Linked DNA regions of Sus scrofa: regions 2 and 3 are each linked to region 1. A link is a contact called in public HiChIP or PLAC-seq data. All regions are on one chromosome and are shown on one strand. The core of a region is the stretch at or near the end of the contact, and the rest is flanking DNA. Distances in the headings are between cores, read along the strand shown. Region 1 has its middle 360 kb from the start of FOXO1. Region 2 overlaps FOXO1 (forkhead box protein O1). Region 3 has its middle 98 kb from the start of FOXO1.

Region 1 (2,528 bases), core at 13-2,512:
GCCGTGCCTGGAAATGGCCTCCAGCCAGGTAATCCGGCCATCGGGGCTCCAGGAGAACCGTCGGAGCCCAGGAAGGAGGGCTCAGGCAGCCCCGCGCGTCTCAGCTTCCACGGGCACACAGATCACCTGGGGATCCCTAAGGTGCAGATTCGGCTCCGTAGATCAAGGGTAAGACCCAGAATTCTGCTCCCGGGTGGGGCCACAGCTGCTGGTCTGCGGGTCATGCTTCCAGAAGCAAAGAGTTCAGGGGAGTCATTGAGGTCACATTCCTGTCACGAGGGCTTGAACTGGGGAGGGAGTGGGGATATGGAGAAGAGAGCTCTTTCTTTTATAATACAGACTGCAAAACAAAGGGGAGGCATGAAAAAATGAAGTTTGGAGTCACGGTAACCAAGAAACGATGGTCCGTAGTAGGTACTGGAAGCAGGAGGAGGTTTGGGGAGGGGAGGAGGATGGATTTTCTAATCCCCACTATTTTTTCTTGGGCTGTAGCCGGGGGTCTGACTTGAGCACTTGGGTGGGAAACCCTCCTGACCTATTCAGCCTTGTCTGCGAAGATGATGAGCCAAAGGTTTCACTCTCGACGGCTGTGTATCACACTTGAGCACCCAGAGACCTCATATATTTGAAGGGAAGGAGGAGGGGGACCTTCATACCACGTAATTCAGTTGGGATCTGAACCGTACATCACCTTGGACATCAAGAAGGGCTGTGTTTCCTTGGACCGTAAAGCCTCAGTCCCTGCCTATTTACTGCTGCGTGTTCTTGAGGCCAGTCCCCCTCCCCACCCCATCTCCCGCACGTGATGTGCTGCTATCTTCAGATATTAATACCATGGGGCCAAGGAGGAGGACTCGTGCATCCGTGTGATATGAATAATAGTAACAACAGTCCACGTTACTGAACTCTTACGTACCAAGCACTGTGCTGCACATTTTACAGTTTTCAGAACTCATTCATTTTATTCTGAGCACAAAGCCTCCGTGGGGCAATGGGGTCTGAGACAGCAGGGATGTCTGGCCTGATAATAAACATCCCAGGTTTTATGGGTGAAAAATAGGAGTGTGGGAAAGATGATCTTTTAAAGAAAAGAAAATGCTTTCCAGAATGGCCCTTGGAGATGCTTGGAGCAGCCTGGGTACTTTGTGTGCTGAGATAGAACCTGAGGTTGAGAAATGTGCTCGGGGCCAGCAGGACCCGCCTCGGTTTGGCTGGGAAGATGTAGTCACTGGATGTCTGAGATATTACGCAACGTGACAAGAAGGCCAGGCACGAGCTCTCCATAGGAATTATTTCATCCCTACGGTTTGGGTGTCAAATATCCTCCTGGGCCCCTGGGGACCGGAGCTTCCAGGCGGCGTGTGTGGCCGCGCCTGGCGCTCCAGAACCCCCCTCACGCGTGGGGTGACATCGCCACTAGTGACCCTCGTCCGAGGGTTTTTCAGCCCAACGGCCCCTCCTCACAGGCTGTGCCAACACGTTCCTATTTTAAGATTCTTTAGTTGTAAGAAGTGGTGTATTTCTCCCCACGTCGTCCCGTCCCGGCCAAGCCAGGGCGACTCCCTTTGCTGGTCTCCCATCTTCTCTCACTTCTGGTCCTGAACTGCTGAACCCAGAGAGGGCTGCCTCCCGGGGCGGGTGGCAGGGTGACGTCAGCCAGGAGGCAGTTCCTCGGCTAAGGGAGCCAAGTCCGCAGACACGATCTCGGAAGTAGGACAAGTACATTTTGTTTCTGCGATTCAACCCAGAGAACTTCTTGGTCCCGGAAGCCTGTGCCAAATGTGTTTGCGCAACCTCGGGAAGCCGCTTCCAGAATGCGGGTGAAGAACTTGCCAGGGTTCCATTTCTTTGGGGAGCGAACATCCACGCAGGGCAGGACTGGTGCTGGCCCAACATGTCAGCGGGAACCGGGGGCTCAGACCTCAGGGGGGCGAGGGTCCTGCGGGAGGGTCTCCTGCCCAGGCTACACACGAGACCTGGCCGCCGTGCTCCCCGCAGTGGGAACATGTGGCCACGGGAACGTTGAGATGAGTGGGCCAGGCTGTGGTTCCATTTTGATTTGGCTAAGGGTGTGCTATGCAATGGAAAGGAGCACCAAAAGCTACCAATTTGGCTGCTGCCTCTGAACATTTGCTCTGCATTCCTGAATCCTCCCAGTTAAAGAGAACTTCCTTGCAATTCTTTCCCCCTAGGCAATGGGACAAGAACACACACACACACACACACACACACACACACACACACACACACACGAGTTAAAACCCTTTGGAAATGAAGGTCAGCTATTGCACATGTACCCGTGTTCATGTAAGTCTATGGAGAGAAATAAAGGACTGTAAAAATGTGCGTGCACATAAAAATGACCAACATTTTTTGGGCTAATGTTGGTGTCTTTCAAAGGCCGATCTTACAATAATAAACTCTTAGACTTTATGGGGCTTTAGAGTTTCTAGAACAATTTCACATGTCTCCTCTGATCAGGCCAGTGACTTTGTAAAATAGGAGTTAGTTTCCTCTCCATTTTAAAG
Region 2 (2,528 bases), core at 14-2,513, 310 kb before region 1:
CATTTGTTGGCACCTCCATTCCACCTTTTTGTTGCCGTGTGTCATAAGGGTGTAAAACTTGGGCGACACCCAAGGGCAACAGAAATGACTTTAGTAGCCAAAGGAAGTTAAGTGGTGAATGAAAATAAAGGTACCAGATGTGTAGGTATTTATTGCCTGTGTGTACTATACTAAAAGACGTGGAATGATTACTGAATGCTGCATTTGGGATTGTAGAATCCCCCCATAAGGCTCTCAGTTTCCTGAGAATGGAGATGGTATCTTGTCTGCGTATCATCCTTCTTTCATTCATCCATTCCTTCACTTATTAACTCATAGTGCCCGGTGCAGTCCTGACATGTGGTAGAGCAGTTTTGGAATAGATGCATGAAGTAAAGAAGCCTCAGATGGGAAGTCAGTGAGGGTGTAGTCTAGAAGTGTCTTCAAGAAGAATGTGGGTTTTCTGGTGCACATATTTAGTGACTAGGATGGACTGTTGTCTGCCTCCCGTCAGTTGGAAGGTGATAGTAGTGCAAGGATTGCACCCTGATGAGACGTCATATACTCGGGCTCCCTGCTGTGTCTCCTGCACTTTGCTAGGCACTTGGGGTGCAGGACAAGAAAACATAGTCACTGTCCTCCAGTTTTCCCATTTTTCTGGAGTTCCAGCACCGTGTGCCTCTTTCTATAACAGGAACCTGGGGCAAAGCACAGGGGAGAGGTGCAGGAGGCAGTGGGGACCTCCATTGAGGGGGGACAGGAGGTCTTCACCCAGCAACAACCTGAGGGGTTTATGGAGAGCCTCTGGGAAGCCTGAAGTGACACAGTGTATTTTGGGAGCCTAAGCACAAGTCTGAAGGGAGAGGCAGGGTGAAATAAGGCTGCAGAGGCAGGCAGGGTCAGATCTGAAAGTCTGACACGAACTTGATCTTTACCTAATGGAAAAAGGAAGCCAGGGGAATTTTAAGCAAGTTCAGGGATGTGATCAGATGTGCTTTTTTTTTAGAAAGTGGGAATAGGAGGGGCTATGAGAAGTTTCATGGGCAAGGATGCAGGATCCTTAGAGGGAAGTGTGGCCCAGGGAGGATCCAGGGACAGGGGGACACCTGGCAAGTAGTCTCGCAGGGACATCCACCTCCACACCTTCCTCAGTCCCTGTGGGCACACTGCCTCTCTGCCCGCCCTTCCAAAAGAGAGAGAACATGATGTGCAATCATTTTAAATCTTTTCCCCCACTGACAGGGGCAGGTGTACTGCTTCTGAAGTGTTGCAAAGCCTTGAAATAGTCTGTTTCAGGCTAGATAGCTTCAGGTGACAGGATGGGTGTGGTGTAGTCTCAGTGTTGAAGGATGATATAACCTCACTTTGGTAAATTGTCAACTTAGGGTGTTTGAAAGTCAGCTTGGTCACTAAAATAATGACTTATTTTGATCTTCAGCTTTTACATTTGCCTCACCTTGCTATCTAACATTTGGGAAAAAAAACCCAAACAAATTTGTTTTTACAGTATTTTGGTTAAATAGAACATGCTTTTCAGTAGACTCCACTGCATCATCATCGTGTCAGAATATATTTTTTCTTGCCTCAGATTTGTTGATATTTTTATTGTTCAGTCCATGTACATCTTCTCCAGAGCATTAGGTTTATACTTACTGGCTTTAAGTACTCGTTTGCTGATATTAAGAAGTATCTCTTAGCAGTTAGTGTTGGTGGCACTGTTGGTGTAATACGTGGCATCCTTCCATACTCTACTTGCTTGTTTTTGCCAGTCTGCACCTCCAGTGGTATTATCCCTTCGTTTTGTGCTGCCCATGATGACGCAGCTTCTGCCTTACGAGGCTAACAACTGGTCAGGGCTTAGATAGCTGCTGATACACAGATATTAAGGGCAAGTAACTGGAGAGAAATGTAAAAGGGAGTACTGGGGTTTCAGGGGCTGGGAAGGTCACGTCAGGTTGGAAGCACCAGGAGAAATACGGCCCATGCCTAAGATGAATGCAGAAGTGTGGGTAGAATTTCAGCAGGCTGGGGCTGATCTGGGCTGGGCAGGGAGGAGATTCAGGGTGCTGCTGGGAGCAGCCTGAACAAAGGGATGGTGGTGGGAGAGGGTCCCTGTGTTCAGGGAGTTGTGAAGTGTAGTATAGTTGGAGATGGATTACTGGAGACAGTGCTGGAAAAGTGGAGGCCTTGTCCCCATGATGTGTAATTGAGAGTCAGGAGCTGTTGAGAAGGGAACTTTTCATATGTGTATTGCTGACAGTGATGCTAATTAACTTTTAAGCACCAGTTATGATCCTAGACTGCTTGTAATTGTGACTGAGCACCTGTGAACAGATAGAAATTATCCTGGAAATATCCACTTACTCCTCCATCAGGGAATAAAATGATATCACACAGTGAATTTTAAGAGTTTTATTTTTCTATTATTTATTCCTGTAGACATGTACTAGTAACTGACTTTTATCTGCAGTGTGGTTTCGATTGCTAAAAATGAGGACTGAATTGCAGCTTGTCGAATAAAATATATTATCATATTGGAAAATTTGAGT
Region 3 (2,528 bases), core at 13-2,512, 260 kb before region 1:
ACTGCGGCATGTGACAAAGGGGGAAGGGACTGGCAGTTTGGATGACAGAGAAGAACCGGTGGGATGGCAGTAAGGGAGTGAGAGAGCAGGAAGTTGTGTTAAGGTCCAGGGTGTGGTCACACCTGCCGTGATTGACAGGCAGTGAGGATGGGGCCCTAGAGTGAAAGAGGTCAGGGGAGGAGGAAGCCTGAAGAACAAATGGGACGCGCACTTAGACTTCAGAGCCAACAAAAAGGACAGCAGGACCCAGGGTGGAGAGGAAGTGTCAAATTCAAGTGCCCAACCCTTTAATTTGGGGGAGGCGTCAGGTGGCAGGTAGACGTCAGTGACTAGGAAAGATACGCAGGGCAGCAGTTGAACGCCCTAAGCATCCACAGAGGTCTTTTCTGTGGGAAGGTTCGGGAGTTGGAAAGGAGATAGAAGAGGGTGCTAGTTCTGCTTTGCGGGTCTTGTCGAGGTTTGTCAAATGGAAATAATCACACCAACCCAACTGGAGTTACTGAGGCCAATAAAGGGCTTAAGACCCTATCACAGAGCCCGGCCTGAAACAGTGGTGACCAAGCATTCTGGTTTGGCCAAGACAGGCTTGGGCTAATTGTGCCCAGCACAGTTATTATGAGCCGCTCTTGTCACCCTGAAGTGTTGGGGTGGCTAATTATATGCTCGTTCCATCAGCAAATGACTGTTTTCCAGTTCATTACTTCCTAGAGCCCTCACTTCACAGTGGACATACCAGGAGCCCCCAGGAAGAAGCAGTCTCTGGCTGGGGGTTTATTCTCCAACAGGAATGTTCTCCCACTGCCTGGATAGAACAGGGTAGTCTAAGGCGGCCAGGGTCCTTCCCTCCACCCATCCCAGGCACAGCCAACAGCCATTCCCTTTTATGCTTCCAGCCGTTCACATTCTGGAAGACTTTGGAATGCCTTTCTCCTCCTTTCCTCCTCAGCAAGGTACCACTCCAAGCCCCCTCCTGCCCTTCAAGCCTCCACCTGCCCCTCGGGTCAGCTGGCACTTGCACAGGTGGGCTAGGTGACTTTCAGGACCCCTTTCCCACGTGCAGGCATGTGGCCATGCTCAGGTCCGGTTCCATAATAATAATCCGAAATAGGTCCTCCCAAGTGGCCCTATAGCCACCGTTCTGAGAAATTCCAAGCCAGGCCTGGGTGACTTGGGTCATCACCAAGCTCCCAGTGAGCCGAAGGCAACTGGCCGGTGCCCTTGGCCACTGGGCAGAGCCAGAGGCATTCCTCTTGGGTGAGCCAGTCTGAGCCTGCCAGCATTCCAACAAATTAAAGGCAGACCAAGGAGCCTAAGGTATTTGGACAAGTCTGGAGCTGCTATTCACTTTCTTCAACCAAGGAAAGTTCAGAGGCAGGAGAGGGGATATAAGCAGTGATGAAATGCCTCAAAGGGGTCGTTGGCTTTCCTTTGCCCAGTATCCCTACAGACTACGGAATCCCCGCCCCCCAACCACACAGCTCTTTTGTGGGCTCAGGCAGCTTTAAAATCTCACCTTTAAAACTGCCAATAACAAGACCGAGATGAAAGTTTGGGATGGAAATGCTATAAAATTTGGTTATGATGATTGAATGTAATAACATTAATTGTATTAAAAAAACACAAGACTGAAATGAGATGCCAGTTAATCTGCTTACCCTCCCCACTCCCACCGGAGGGTCGCATGTCTATAGAGACAGCTAGGTTGTGGCAATCCTGGAACACTCCTGCCCTCTCTGACACAGCTGGTCACCCTGAGATAGCTGTGGGTTTGTTCTCACGGGCCTTCCCCGAGAAAGACATACACACTGTCACTTGTAATTTTTGCCTGTGTCATTGGGTTGTCGCCACGGCTCCTTTGCTGAACAGAATTACATAAAATAGATGGCTTTTGCGTTCTGGTTTTTAAAATCAGATTTTGAAATTAATTGGAAATGTTCAAATATTTTTTTGAAATCAAATGTTATTTTGAAAAGAAGGTACTTATTCTCTTTGCCATGGTAACACCTTTTTCCTACCTCACATCACCACACCTACCAAAACAATGACTTGATAAAAAGAAGATATTTCCTGAAGTCAGGCAGTTCTGTTTAGAAATACTTGTGATAAAACTCACCCGGAATAGAAAATTTCATTTATTCTTATGCATGTATCTTATGAGATCTCAACAGTTCTTAGAACCCTGTACTTTAAGGTTCCAGTTCCCTTTTAACTTTTTTTTTTTTCCTGTCTTAATTGGTATTCCATTAAAAGCATGAGTAATTTTCAAAACCCTGGATGGGGCTGGCTGGAAGCCTCTAACAGCTGTATGGAATCTCACATAGCTATCATGTGCCCTTTTTTTTGGAAACAACAATTGGCCTTGTCTTTTGTAAGAAAATCACATGATTAAAAAAATAGATGGCTAGCAAGAATTCTGTTGTCACTCGGTTACTGGCAGGAGCAGGAATAGGGAGGGAGACGTAGAAAAAATGCATTCTTGGATCCCTCAGCCACACCAATCTGCAAACCCTCCTGGAGTAAATACTGTC

What was found. HiChIP or PLAC-seq counts read pairs in DNA pulled down with a chosen protein or histone mark.
Region 2: a contact with region 1 is called in an H3K27ac HiChIP or PLAC-seq map of skeletal muscle. The contact joins two enhancer-like sites. A contact is called at or near these places in 2 of 47 Hi-C or Micro-C datasets (both in skeletal muscle) and 1 of 2 datasets of contacts at active chromatin or transcription factors (skeletal muscle).
Region 3: an H3K27ac HiChIP or PLAC-seq map of skeletal muscle shows a contact between it and region 1, with 5 times the contacts expected there. The contact joins two enhancer-like sites. A contact is called at or near these places in 5 of 47 Hi-C or Micro-C datasets (embryonic fibroblasts, heart right ventricle, mesenteric adipose tissue and 2 more) and 1 of 2 datasets of contacts at active chromatin or transcription factors (skeletal muscle).

What each region holds. Positions count from the first base shown.
Region 1 is chr11:15,052,030-15,054,557 of Sscrofa11.1, reverse strand. No RefSeq gene overlaps it. Among named protein-coding and RNA genes, the nearest start is that of FOXO1, 360 kb to the left of the region's middle. Within about 2 kb of position 1,262, at least 28 of the 83 cell types and tissues checked have an H3K27ac peak or open chromatin away from gene starts, as enhancers often do. A contact at or near this core is called in mesenteric adipose tissue and skeletal muscle, where this site is marked.
Region 2 is chr11:15,362,281-15,364,808 of Sscrofa11.1, reverse strand. The region is part of intron 1 of FOXO1 (forkhead box protein O1); the gene reads left to right. Among named protein-coding and RNA genes, the nearest start is that of FOXO1, 47 kb to the left of the region's middle. Within about 2 kb of position 1,263, at least 4 of the 83 cell types and tissues checked have an H3K27ac peak or open chromatin away from gene starts, as enhancers often do. A contact at or near this core is called in skeletal muscle, where this site is marked.
Region 3 is chr11:15,310,890-15,313,417 of Sscrofa11.1, reverse strand. No RefSeq gene overlaps it. Among named protein-coding and RNA genes, the nearest start is that of FOXO1, 98 kb to the left of the region's middle. Within about 2 kb of position 1,262, at least 9 of the 83 cell types and tissues checked have an H3K27ac peak or open chromatin away from gene starts, as enhancers often do. A contact at or near this core is called in mesenteric adipose tissue and skeletal muscle, where this site is marked.